Regions from separate parts of the Ovis aries genome. Here region 2 is linked to region 1. A link is a contact called in public Hi-C data. All regions are on one chromosome and are shown on one strand. Each heading gives the region's core, a stretch centred on a gene start, on an enhancer-like site or on the middle of the called end of the contact. The rest is flanking DNA. Distances are from core to core; before and after follow the strand shown. Region 1 holds the start of KLHL2 (kelch like family member 2). Region 2 holds the start of MSMO1 (methylsterol monooxygenase 1).

Region 1 (5,889 bases), core at 1,653-4,152:
GCATTCTGTGCTATACTCATAGTCTTCAGTAATTATAAAAATCTTCACAAAAATAACTATAAAGGCTAGAAATGTATAAAACACTCATGAGGTCAGGGGTGATCAGCTTACACTTCCTTTCACACATCTCAGTACTGCTTAAGACGACTCATTTGCTAACCTATATAAATTTCAGTTGAACACTTTTCAGGTTCAATCAGAGGCAAATATCCCATGGTTTTAATATTGCCCAGACCCAAAAATATAACAGAATCTAAAAGATACATATACTCAAGGATGCAGAAAACAACAAATAGAGATATAAAGTCCATGACAATCAACATGAGAATCAAAAAGGATGAGAAGAGCTTGAAGGCAAGGAGTAGAAAGAGGAGAAGGGAAAAAAACCCTAATCTCAACAAGCCCATCTAAAGGAACCAGAGACCTGGACACAGTCGCCTCCAACCTTCCCAGACGTAACAGACTGAGAAGGAGCAAGGTGGGATTTGAAAATGATGCAAAACCGGTTGCTAAAAAAACTCACAAGCAAAAGTATAATACTCAGTACCAGGTAGAGACAGGCATTTCAAATATTTGGAGAAACAAATATTTGCACAAATAAAAAGACATTCATACAAAGAGGATGTGAGTCCCCGCTTCCAACCACATCATTCAAAGCACGTAGGTCCCCATCAACCAACTTTCTTTGCATTTAAGCTCAGGCTAAAAATCTAACCTTATGAAAAGCTGAGCCCTCTCAATAACCGACACTGGCCTCCTAGCCCAGTTCTAGCACAGCGAGGCCCAGCAAAGTTCCTTCCCTAAGAACTGTCATTTCTCAAATCCAGCAGCCATGAGTCAGTGTCGAAGGAAAAAACAAAGTTATTGGGAGCGGAGGCAAAGAGGCCAAGGAGTGGGAAGAAAAACTATTTTTGATGTACAGAAAGGTAAAAAACACTCCAGTTCTGGAATTATAGTATTCCTAGATAGACCAAATGAAAATAAAACCTATTTCTATTTATCATTAAATGAACAGAAATAAAAGTATACCAACTTAAGCCACTAATGACTGAAAGGAGTTTTTTGGTTTTAACTTTGTTTCACCCCTGGTTTTCCATTACATCTCAGCCTCTCATTGTTGCAGCTCTACTGATGAAGCCTTAATAGCAAAGAACTATGCTGGACACCCAAAATTCTGCTTAGTTGATCTGTATTAGATTCAGTTTATCAGTATTTGCATGCACACATTTATTTCATTTTTCATTACTTATATTTAAATGACGTGTAATGTTCTTTTCCTCCCTTCAGAGCCTGCTTTCCCAAAGCTTTTTCTCATCTGCATTCTAAGGTACCCTTTTTCTTTCCTTTAGTTCACTTTGCTGCCAAAGCAAAACAGGGTCTGCAGGGAACTGATATAAACAGGGCAGGTTTATGGCAAATAATACCCTACCTAAGATATCCTTTATACCATGTGTTGTCTACAGTCAGGTAGCAATTCCTTTTATGCCCCTGAGCCTGAGCACAACCCATGTGCTGACGCTATGCTCACATTGTTGATGCTAACAACCATCATCATGTTTCCTAGAGGTTCAGGAGTGTTCCCAAACCTGCTGAACAACATGAACATATCACAAAGTCCTCAAAGCCACAACCATCATCAAGCAACTGAGCTCTTGTTCCTACCAGTCCAGGAATTCAAGAGTCTCAGGTACTCCTTAATCCCCATGACCTGGTTCTACTCAAGCTAAAAATTCTGTAAGGCATTTTTAGAAACTGTAGTTTCAGAATTCTATTAGCTCTCCTAAAAGGACTCAACATCAAACAAACTTTCAGCCCAAAACAAATTTAGCTGGCATTCTGCCAAATAGCTATAAAAGGTTGCTGTTGTACAACTGCCCTGAAGTGAAGCTGGCCAAATCTAAATGAAAAGTGATAAAGCTCCAAGAATAAGCGGTCATAAAAAGATACATGGTTCCTCAGAAGAAATTTGCTGGCGGTTTGAAACCTCAGATTCAAAGGGCTCTTGTCCCTTTATAAAGATTAAACTAAAGAAAGTAAATCAAACTTGAAATGTTCAAAATTCCTGCGGATTAATAGTCCACTTTTAACAAAATGCTAAAGAAAAATCTTGTATTGAATAATGCAGTTTCTTCAATGTCTCCCAAGTAACTGTTCAGCTTATTTTGGAAGCAATTTTGTTGCAGGTCTTGAATGTACTTGGGTACCAAGGAAAAGACACCTGTGCCTGGCAGGTCGTACGCTACTAATTCGCCCAAGGTGCCAGAGAAACAGAAGATGCTGTGATTTCTGGACACGATTTTCTGCTGTGCCAGGTAAAAGAGGTCACATGACCTGTACAGCCACGGTTCAGCTTTTTCCGAGCAATGTGGCAAGCTCCTCGGACAGAATTTTGCTAGGAATTCGGAGAAACAGGCAAGCTGAGAGGAATTCCTCTCGGCACCGGTGTCTGTACTTTGCAGCTTCCTTTTCCGACGGCCTCGCGCGCATCCTGTGTCTCCATCCCGCCGATGCTCGGCCCTCCCTGGGCTCCAGCTAGCCAGCAGAGGACCCTCCCTACAGCCCCGCGCGGCGACGCCCCGCCCGCGGGTCAGCTGGGTTCCGCCTGCCGCCCGGCCCGGCCGCTACGGCCCCGCCCGCTGCCCGTCCGCTCACTCACGCGGGAGGCCGCGGCGGCGTCTCCATGGCGGCTCCTCTCGGGCTTCAGCTCTACGGCGCCCGCCGCCGCCAGCACCATTCCAGCTGCGGACGCCTGCCCCGCCCGCCCGTCGCGCCGCGTCCCATCCGCCCGGGCGCCAGCCCACCGCCGCCCCGCACCCGCGCCTGCACCGGCACCCGCTCCAGAAGCGGCCCCGCTTGCCGGCCCAGCTCTGCAGCCGCACTTCACGGGCGCTCTCCGCCTGCCGGCGATGCTGGGGGCGGAGCGGCAGGAGGGCACTTCCGGGTGTGACGCGCCCTCAAGACCCCGCCCCGCCTCTTCCTGCCGCTGCCGAGTGGGCTCCCAGGGTGGGTTCTCCTGCCCGAACCCTTGAGCGGGAGACGTGAGGGCGGGGTCCGGCCGGAAAGCGCGTGGTCCCGGCGTTTGGCGTTCCCTGACTGCTCCACTCCACAGGCGCCTTTGTTTTGTCCTCTCGCAGTTTACCGCCAGGTAGGCGGGAGGAGTGGGCGTAGCCGATCCTTCCTTTACAGATAGTGAAACTGAGGCAAGAAGAAATGGCTCGCCTGTCCAGAGTCCCAAGCAGGAACTGGAGCCTCACTTCTCAGGCTGTGATCCCCTCGTTGCACTTACTGGGAGAGATCTACAGCACTGTAATGGGATGCAGAGAAAAATTAGGTATCCTTGCCCGCGTACCTGCCTGCCATGAAAATACCGAATAGTCAGGTGAGACCGGAAGCTAAATGGTGGTCAAGGATTGAAGTCGCTCAGTCGTGTCCGACTCTTTGTGATCCCATGGACTGTAGTCTACCAAGCTTCTGTGTCCATGGGATTTTCCAGGCAAGAGTACTGGCGTGGGTTGCCATTTCCTTCTCCAGGGGATCATTCCTGACCCAGGGATCGAACCCAGGTCTCCTGCATTGCAGGCAGACGCTTTACCTTCTGAGCCACTAGGGAAAGGCCTCTCAAAATATGTCATATAGAAGAGATGGAAGAAAGCGAATCTTGAGTAAATCAGAGTGCTCAGGGCAGAGGGGAGAGCAGTGCAAAGACTCCTGGACCTTGAAGAAATGAAAGAGTACAGTGCAGCTGATGGTCCCCCAAGTATGCCGCTGGGCAGTGGTAGGATCTGGGAACTTGTTAGAAAGGCAAATTCTCGAGGCCTATTTCAGATCTGAATCAGAAGTTCTGAGAATGAAGCCCAGCAGCCTGTGCTGTGACAAGCCTTCCAGAGGATACTAAGGTTTAAGGACCTCTCTGGCATCTGAGCAGTCAGGACAGGAGACAGTGGAAGGAGATGGTGTCCCGCGTGTAGTCCCCCTGGTAGGCCTTTGAAAAGATTTCAGCTTTTATTGAAAAGAAAAACAAATGCTGTGAGCAAGGTGATCTGATCACTAAAAGGATGACTTTGCTGGGATTTGTTTTAAAATCCTCCACCAAAAAAGGGAGGGTAGGGAATGGAAGAAAGAAGATGGCAAAAATGTTAATTTTTGTTACTGAGTGATAAGTGCACAGGGTTAGTCATTTATGTGTAAGCTGATTCTTCTGTTGCTATATGAGCCACAGATCCAAGAAAGCAAACAAAAAATTGCCTGCTGGGATGATCAAAGTGATAGAAGTTTATAGATTCTGTTTTTTCGGAAAATATAAAGCAGATCAGAATTACTGATAGATTAAACATGAGTATAAGAGACCAGAGTGAAAGATGATCTCAAGTTTTGTTCTGGGCTCTTAGGAGAGTGGAATAGACATTTACTGAGATTGAGAAAATAAAGAAGAAACAGATTTTATGTGGAGAGGGGAGTATTTGTCAGTTCTGATTTAAACATAGTTAAATCTGAGGTGTCCGTTAAGTATCCATGTGTGGATAGGTGTAGACATTTAGATATCTGGAGTGAACTAAGCCAGAAAGAAAAACACCAGTACAGTATACTAACGCATATATATGGAATTTAGAAAGATGGTAACGGTAACCCTGTATGCGAGACAGCAAAAGAGACACAGATGTATAGAACAGTCTTTTGGACTCTGTGGGAGAGAGAGAGGGTGGGATTATTTGGGAGAATGGCATTGAAACATGTATACTATAAGAAACAAATGGCCAGTCTAGGTTCAATACAGGATACTTGGGGCTGGTGCACTGGGATGACCCAGAGAGATGGTATGGGGAGGGAGGTGGGAGAGGGGTTCAGGATTGGGGACACATGTACACCCGTGGCGGATTCATGTTGATGTATGGCAAAATCAATACAATACTGTAAAGTAAAAAAAATTAAAACGACAACAAAAAAAACTTCCTGCTTTATAAGGTCATTGTAAGAATTAAAATCTATTATAAGTATATGGCACTGTGTATAATGGAATCATTTCATAAATCTTCATTGCTATCATTCAGTTCAGTTCAGTTGCTCAGTCCTATCTGACTCTTTGGGAGCCCATGTATTGCAGCACGCCAGGCTTCCCTGTCCGTCACCAATTCCCGGAGCTTGCTCAAACTCACGTCCATTGAGTTGGTGATGCCATCCAACCATCTCATCCTCTGTCGTCCCCTTCTCTCCGACCTTCAGTCTTTCCCAGCATCATGGTCTTTTCTAAGGAGTCAGTTCTTCACATCAGGCGGCCAAATCACTGGAGCTTCAGCTTTAGCACCAGTCGTTCCAATGAATATTCAGGACTGATTTAGGATGGACTGGTTGGATCTCCTTGCAGTCCAAGGGACTCTCAAGAGTCTTTTCCAACACCACAGTTCAAAAGCATCAGTTTTTCATTATTCAGCTTTCTTTACGGTCCAACTCTCACATCCATACATGACTACTGGAAAAACCATAGCCTTGACTATACGAACCTATGTCAGCAAAGTAATGTCTCTGCTATTAAATACGCTGTCTAGGTTTGTCATAGCTTTTCTTTCAAAGAGCAAGCATCATCTAATTTCAAGGCTGCAGTCACCATCTGCAGTGATTTTGGACCCCAAGAAAATAATGTCTGTCACTGTTTCCATTGTTTCCCCATCTGTTTGCCATGAAGTAATGGGACCAAATGACATGATCTTAATTTTCTGAATATTGAGTTTTAAGCCAGCTTTTTCACTTTCCTCTTTCACTTTCATCAAGAGGCTTTTTAGTTCCTCTTCACTCTCTACCATAAGGGTGGTGTCATCTGCACATCTGAAGTTATTGATATTTCTCCCGGCAATCTTGATTCCAGCTTGTGCTTCAGCCAGCCAGCATTTCACA
Region 2 (6,409 bases), core at 431-2,930, 170 kb before region 1:
CACTCTGATTTAACCTGTGGTACTATTTGCAGCCACTGTGCTTCCTGCTGCTCTCACCCTTGATAAATAAATATGATTTCTTCAAATCACAAAATCTAGGGAGGAATACAAAGAAGTAACAACACTGTCACAACATCTGTGATAAGAGCAATAAAAGGTTGGAAATATAAAACACAGAGGCCCAGGGAACAGATACTAGAGAAAGAAGCATGTAAACTCAAACCTGGAGTCTGGAGGGAAGGCAGTTAAATCTAATTTAACTAGATTAAAAGAGAGTAAAGAGGGTGGGATGGGGTCGATGGGTGGTTTTGAGCAGAAGAAATATCAGTTCTAGAGACTCAACCAGGAGATAAGAAAGGATACAGCACTTTCCCATTTAGTATGTCTGTGGTACAGCTTTTGAGAAAGAAAGGCTCAACAATTGAGGCTGAACAGTTTCCCAGAGATGCTTGATTTACTCCTTCCAACTATTCTACAGTGTCAGGAGTGATCATATCTGTTCCCTGTTGTGAGAATATGCTGATATCCTCTCTCTCTCTCTAAAACCCCAGGTTCTGATTATCCAAAGTACATTGGCCATCTCCAATTTAGGCAGTTTGGAGGCATGGCAAAGTCAACATGTCCCAAAATTCGGCCACTACTCCTTGCAACCCTTCCCACATACTCCCTCCCTACGTACTTAACTTGGTGAACTGATGCCACTATCTACTTAGTCATCTAGGACAGAATTTTCCAGATCTCTATCTCTGCTGCCTGGATTAAGTCTTCAAACACTTCCCAATTTAGAAACAACTGGTTTAATTAACATTCAGGAGTTTACTCTCTAGATTTAAGGGAGGGAAAAGGATACACTACTGCCAACTGAACAAAAGCAAAAAATAGGTATTAAGGAAGAGAGGAGAGGGGAAATAACAAGTGAATTTTATTTCTCTTTTTCATCCTTGCACAATTGGATTGACTTGAGGTCTGCTACAGACTCAGAAAAAAAGAAATGTAGTTGTCTGTGGCTCCCCCCCCCACACACCCACCCAGAAACTTTGAAGTTTCCCTGTCTCTGAGACCTGCAAGCACTGCCTGTTGGCCTTTGCCCGGCCCGGACGCCTGGCACCTCCAAGTGTGCCCTTCTTAAACCCTCCCTCTAAAACACGACGCCAGCATTCATGCAAACAGCAGACGGGGTTCAGCCCTTCGGCAGACCCTTAAAGTTTCAGGGAGTGCCTCCCCACAGATGAAACACCTGGGCCTCTGCTCTCCTTTACTCTCAGCTTTTCGCCCCCACACTCCGTACTGATACACCAAGGTCTCTGACTGTCCTCCGCTTCGGGCCTCTCTGGCCACGAAACAGCATCTCTTGCCGGTATAGCCCTCTGCCCAGTTGCTATTCACCCTTTAGAACCCTTCCAGGACGCCCTTCCCACCCGCGCGCCCCGCCGCGCATACAAACAGATCTTGCTTCTTCCTTTTGTAGAACTCTGGTCACTCTGTCACTCTGGGCTGTGACCACTGCCTGGTTCCGACATTAAGAGATTTCACTCGTTTTCACCAATACCTGCCGCCAGGCCGTCCGTCCCGGCCTCTGTACGCGGGAGCCAACCGAGGACCCTCCACCCCAGTCCCTCACCTTGCGCGCCACCCAGTCTGCAGCCGCCGCCTCCAGAGCTGCGCTAGGCGCTACCACTCGAGAGTCGACGGGCTCCTCCGCCGTTATTGGCTTGCGTGGGCTCCGCCCCGCCTTCTGAGAGCCGTGATTGGCCTACGCAGCTGCCGGCATCGTGTGACTCGAGCGAACGCGGCACTGGAAGCGCGGCCATTGGCTGCTCAGATGGAGTGAGGATCGTGAGAGCTAGGCGTCAGGCCAGTAGCTGGTCCGCCAGCCAGCCTAGGCTGACGCGAGGCCGTGAGACGTCGCCTAGCAACCTCAGCCCCGCCCAGCACTCGCGCCCCTTCCAAGAGCATGCGCACTCGGGGAGTTTGCAGGCGCGCCGGCCCTGAAATCTTTACTATGCGCTGTATTCACTGGCGCCGCTTTAACTCTGTTGCGCCTGAAGTTTAGACCTCTTTCTCGTCCCAACCCCAGTGTCTTTAGATAACACCTGTATGTACGTGGGAAATGGGGAACTCCAAATGCAGCGCGATTCCTGTTTGAGGACGGGAAGCCAAGAGTCGAAGGTTTAGAAGAGACGAGGCGCAGCAGTTGGTTTTGCTGCCAAGGTCGGCCGCCTCCCGCCCCTACGGGGATGCAGAGGTGTGCACGGATGGGGGTAATCCACGAAATTAAGCTTTCGCTTAAGAGAGCCTTTTAAAATTTGCACAAGGGCACTACTCGCTCTCGTTGAAGGCACTTTCTATGCAGGACTGTGCAAACGGGACGCTGTCGCTTCTCATGGCTGTGATCAGACTGGTTCTCGTGCCTAACAGGCCAGGTGCCATCTGCTTTAGGAAATCCCTCAACCCATTCATCTAACTATCCCATGTATTTGACACCCACGTCCTTTGTAAAGTATCATGACAGAAAAGTCATATCAAATGGATAGAAATGGGATCTGTCCCTTGAGTGCTCAGAGCTCTGTCTTCAGGAGGCCTGTTGTATCCTGGGGTAGATGCTGTGTTGCACAGCCTAGGTCTCTTCAGGACTGAAGCAGGCCGTCAGTAACCGAGAATGGGTAAAGCCATTTTCCCATGAAGCATTTTTCTTCCCAGGGGAAGTATAATGGCCCAGACTCGCAACCCAATTTAGGATTTCTTTGATTGGCCCGCTTAGCTCCAGACCCCACCACCTGCTGTCCCATTGACTGAGGTTGTGGGTGTGACTGGGATGCTGCCTACTTTTCCCTCTGCCTAAACATGCTGCACTCTGTTAAGGGAGGATTAAGAGCATATGCCATGGGGTCAGACCTACCAAGCTTTGCCACTCATTAGCAGTGTGCTCTTAGATAATTTACTTCTCAAAATTTTAACCAGTACTTATTAAAGTGGGTATTATAATAGTTTTTTATGACAATAAATGTGACTTGTATGTAAGCCCTTTGCACAGTATCTGGAATACAGGAAGTGCTCAGTAATACTAAGTCGGTTATTATCCCTGACTTAGAGTCCTGCTTACTAAAGATATATTATTTTTAATATTAGAGAAGATGCAAGTATGTGAAAGGGTCAAATGATTATTTTAAATCTTGGAGATTTCGAACTGAAACATAGATATAACTCCAAAGAACAAAACAGAACAGAAATATGCTCATCTCAGTTCCTTCCAGTGAAGAAATGGGAGGCTTCTTCAAACAGGTTAGCTCAAACAGGGCCTCTGTATCAACCTAGAGGGGTGAGATGAGGAGGGAGATGGGAGGGAGGTCCAAAAGGGAGGGGATATATGTATAACTATGGCTGATGCATGTTAAGGTTTGAAAGAAAGCAACAAAATTCTGTAAGGCAATTATCCTTCAGTGAAAAAATAAATTAAAAAAAAAAAAGAAGAAATGGGTGGTTTAGAGAACTTCAACAACAGCGGTAATTTATTGAAACACATCCCTTTGCTGACAAAGTTCCATATAGTCAAAGCTTTGGTTTTCCCAGCAGTCATGTACAGATGTCAGACTTGGACCATAAAGAAGGTTGAGTGCGGAAGAATTGATGCTTTCGAATTGTGGTGTTGGGGAAGACTCTTGAGAGTCCCTTGGACTGTAAGGAGATCAAACCAATCAATCCTAAAGGAAACTGCCGGGGTCCAGCCCCTGCAGGATCCAGGGGAACCTGAAGGAAAAACGGCGTCGGCGGATGATTTAGAGAGAGATAAGGAAAGAATATTGTAGATAAGAAAATAGAGGAGAGAAAGAGGCTGATAGTTCTTGGTTTAAATAGAAAGCCGATAAAACTTTGAGACAGGAAGTTCGCCCTGTTCACGGAGGCCACAGGTGCCTTCCCGGTCTCCTGAGGGAGTGAAGATGCAGAACGTCTTCCGGTTCAGGTCTTAGAAACCCAGGCAGATAAGTGAACGCAGGGAGCCTTTATGCTCCAAGGGATCAGCCTGAAAAAGAAAGAGAGAAAAAAAAGAGAAAAAGGAAAAACGGGGTGACCAAGCTTCTTCAAGCGAGGCCCAATAGCTTTATTATTAAAAGGTACTTTTATACCTTGTCTTATACATAGAGGGAAATGAAAGATGCAAAGTCATACAGAGTCAGCCCAAACATTACATCTGTTTTGTCTTTATGGAAATCAGGATTTTTCTGCAAACTTTTCCCATAAACAATATTGTGTACATTATCTTCCGGCCTTGGAGGCCTGTGAACATTTTATGACCCTCTTTAGATAAAGGCTGTTCAACCAGAAAACTTATTTTCCCTTGAAATGTTTTTTCTTATATTTCTAATCTGTGTCAACCTCAAAAAGTATTAAACAAAGTTACATTCTCAGGAAGCAAAGGTGCAGTGAGTTACAAGAAAGAACCAATTAGCTCAAAAGTCTGATGTGGTTAATTTCAAGGCTACACTTGTTTTTTTCACTTTTCAACTATGTTAACTAATGCACTCCCAGGTGCACAGTGGATAAGAGATATGGGAACTTAGCAACAAGCATTGGCCCAATAATGAAATCCTACATTAGCACTAGTCTAATAACTTTTAACTCTTTAACAGGCTCTATGTTTTAGGCTTTCCATGACTCTTACAGTTGGGAGGAGGTAAATAATCATATGCGTAGCTGCAAGAGTCTGGATATACCTTCCAAGCAAGCTAAAATGCTAACAGAGGGGATTTGATTTGAAATATTTCTCTCATGTCCCGGAGACTTATTAGCTATAGCCCTAAGTTGATTTTCTCCAGAGAAAGATGGTCAGGAATAGACCCCTGTTAATGTCAGAGGAGTTGGTGAAAGTCATGAAATAGTAAAACAGACAGATTCTGGTTTTGGGGTAGATGCTTGAGAAAGCCTAGGGAGCCCATTGAGTTCTGAAGCCTTGCTTAACAGTTCTCTTCCACACGACATTGTCATGGGTGGGATCTCCCGTGGTGGCTCCTGGCAGGAAAGCAACCCTGAATATTCATTGGAAGGGCTGATGCTGAAGCTCAACTTTGGCCACTTGATGTGAAGAACTGACTCATTGGAAAAGACTCTGATGCTGTAAAGATTGAAAGCAGAAGGGGACGACAAAGGATGAGATGGTTGGATGGCATCACTGACTCAATGGACATGCTGCTGCTGCTGCTATGTCGCTTCAGTCATGTCTGACTCTGCGACCCGAGACGGTAGCCCACCAGGCTCCCCTATCCCTGGGATTCTCCAGGTAAGAACACTGGAGTGGATGAGTTTGAGCTAATTCCAAGAGATGGTGGTGGAGGAGTGCTGATACAGAAAAGCCTGGTGTGCTGCAGTCCAGGGGGTCTCAAAGAGTCAGATACAATTTAACTACTGAACAACAACATTGAGGGTCTTTGGTATTTCAAGCACACTACTATACATCATTTCTTTCAAACTCCACAATAACCTTGTAAGGGATACACTTTCATTTTTTTTTTTTGTTGTTGTTGTTGTTGTTATTATTAAGTTGTGTCCACTTCTTTGGATCATGGAGAAAGCAAGGGGATTCCAGAAAAACATCTGCTTCACTGTCTACACTAAAACTTTTGACTGTGTGCATCACAATAAACTGTGGAAAATTCTTAAAAGAGATAGGAGTACCAGTCCACCTTACCTGTCTCCTGAGAAACCTGTATGCGGATTAAGAGGCAATAGTTAGAACCAGACATGGAACAGACTGGTTCAAAACTGGGAGAGTACAACATGGCTGTATATTATCACTCTGCTTATTTAACTTATATGCAGAGTCCACCATGCGAAATGCCAGGCTGGATGAATCACAATCTGGAATCAAGACTGCTGGAAGAAATATCAACCACCTCAAGATATGCAGATGATACCACTCTTATGGCAGAAAGTGAAGAACTACAGAGCCTCTTGAGGGTGAAAGAGGACAGTGAAGAAGCTAGTCTGAAACTCAACATTAAAAAAAAAAAAAAAAAACTAAGATACAGATACTTATGTTGCCATTTTAGAGAACACAAACTAAGAGTCAGAGGTTAAGAAATGTGTTTAAACTTACAATTAGCAACTGACAGAAAAGTTAATTGCTCAGCTGGTGGGACTCTTTTGTGACCCCACAGACTACAGCCTGCCAGGCTCCTCTGTCCATGGAATTTTCCAGGTAAGAACACTGGAGTGGGTTGCCATTCCTTCTGTAGGGGATCTTCCCCACCCAGGGACTGAATCCAGGTCTCCTGCATTGCAGGCAGTTTCTTTACTGCTTGAGCCACCAGAAGAACCGGTAACTGAGAGAAGGGGATGCAAACTCAGAGCCATCTGATTCCTATGCCCATAAGCCCTGCAACACTTACACTGTTTTTTTTTTTTTTTCCCTTTA

The links. A called contact is a pair of places that touch in the nucleus more often than the background predicts.
Region 2: a contact with region 1 is called in a Hi-C map of muscle, with 2.2 times the contacts expected there. The contact joins the promoter of MSMO1 here to the promoter of KLHL2 in region 1. A contact is called at or near these places in 6 of 16 Hi-C or Micro-C datasets (blood, hypothalamus, muscle and 2 more).

Annotation. Positions count from the first base shown.
Region 1 is chr17:539,923-545,811 of ARS-UI_Ramb_v3.0, reverse strand. It overlaps KLHL2 (kelch like family member 2), which reads right to left and starts at 2,902. Exons shown (of 14, transcript XM_060400601.1): 1 at 2,657-2,902. The coding sequence starts at 2,682.
Region 2 is chr17:711,302-717,710 of ARS-UI_Ramb_v3.0, reverse strand. It overlaps MSMO1 (methylsterol monooxygenase 1), which reads right to left and starts at 1,680. Exons shown (of 6, transcript XM_027980306.2): 1 at 1,550-1,680.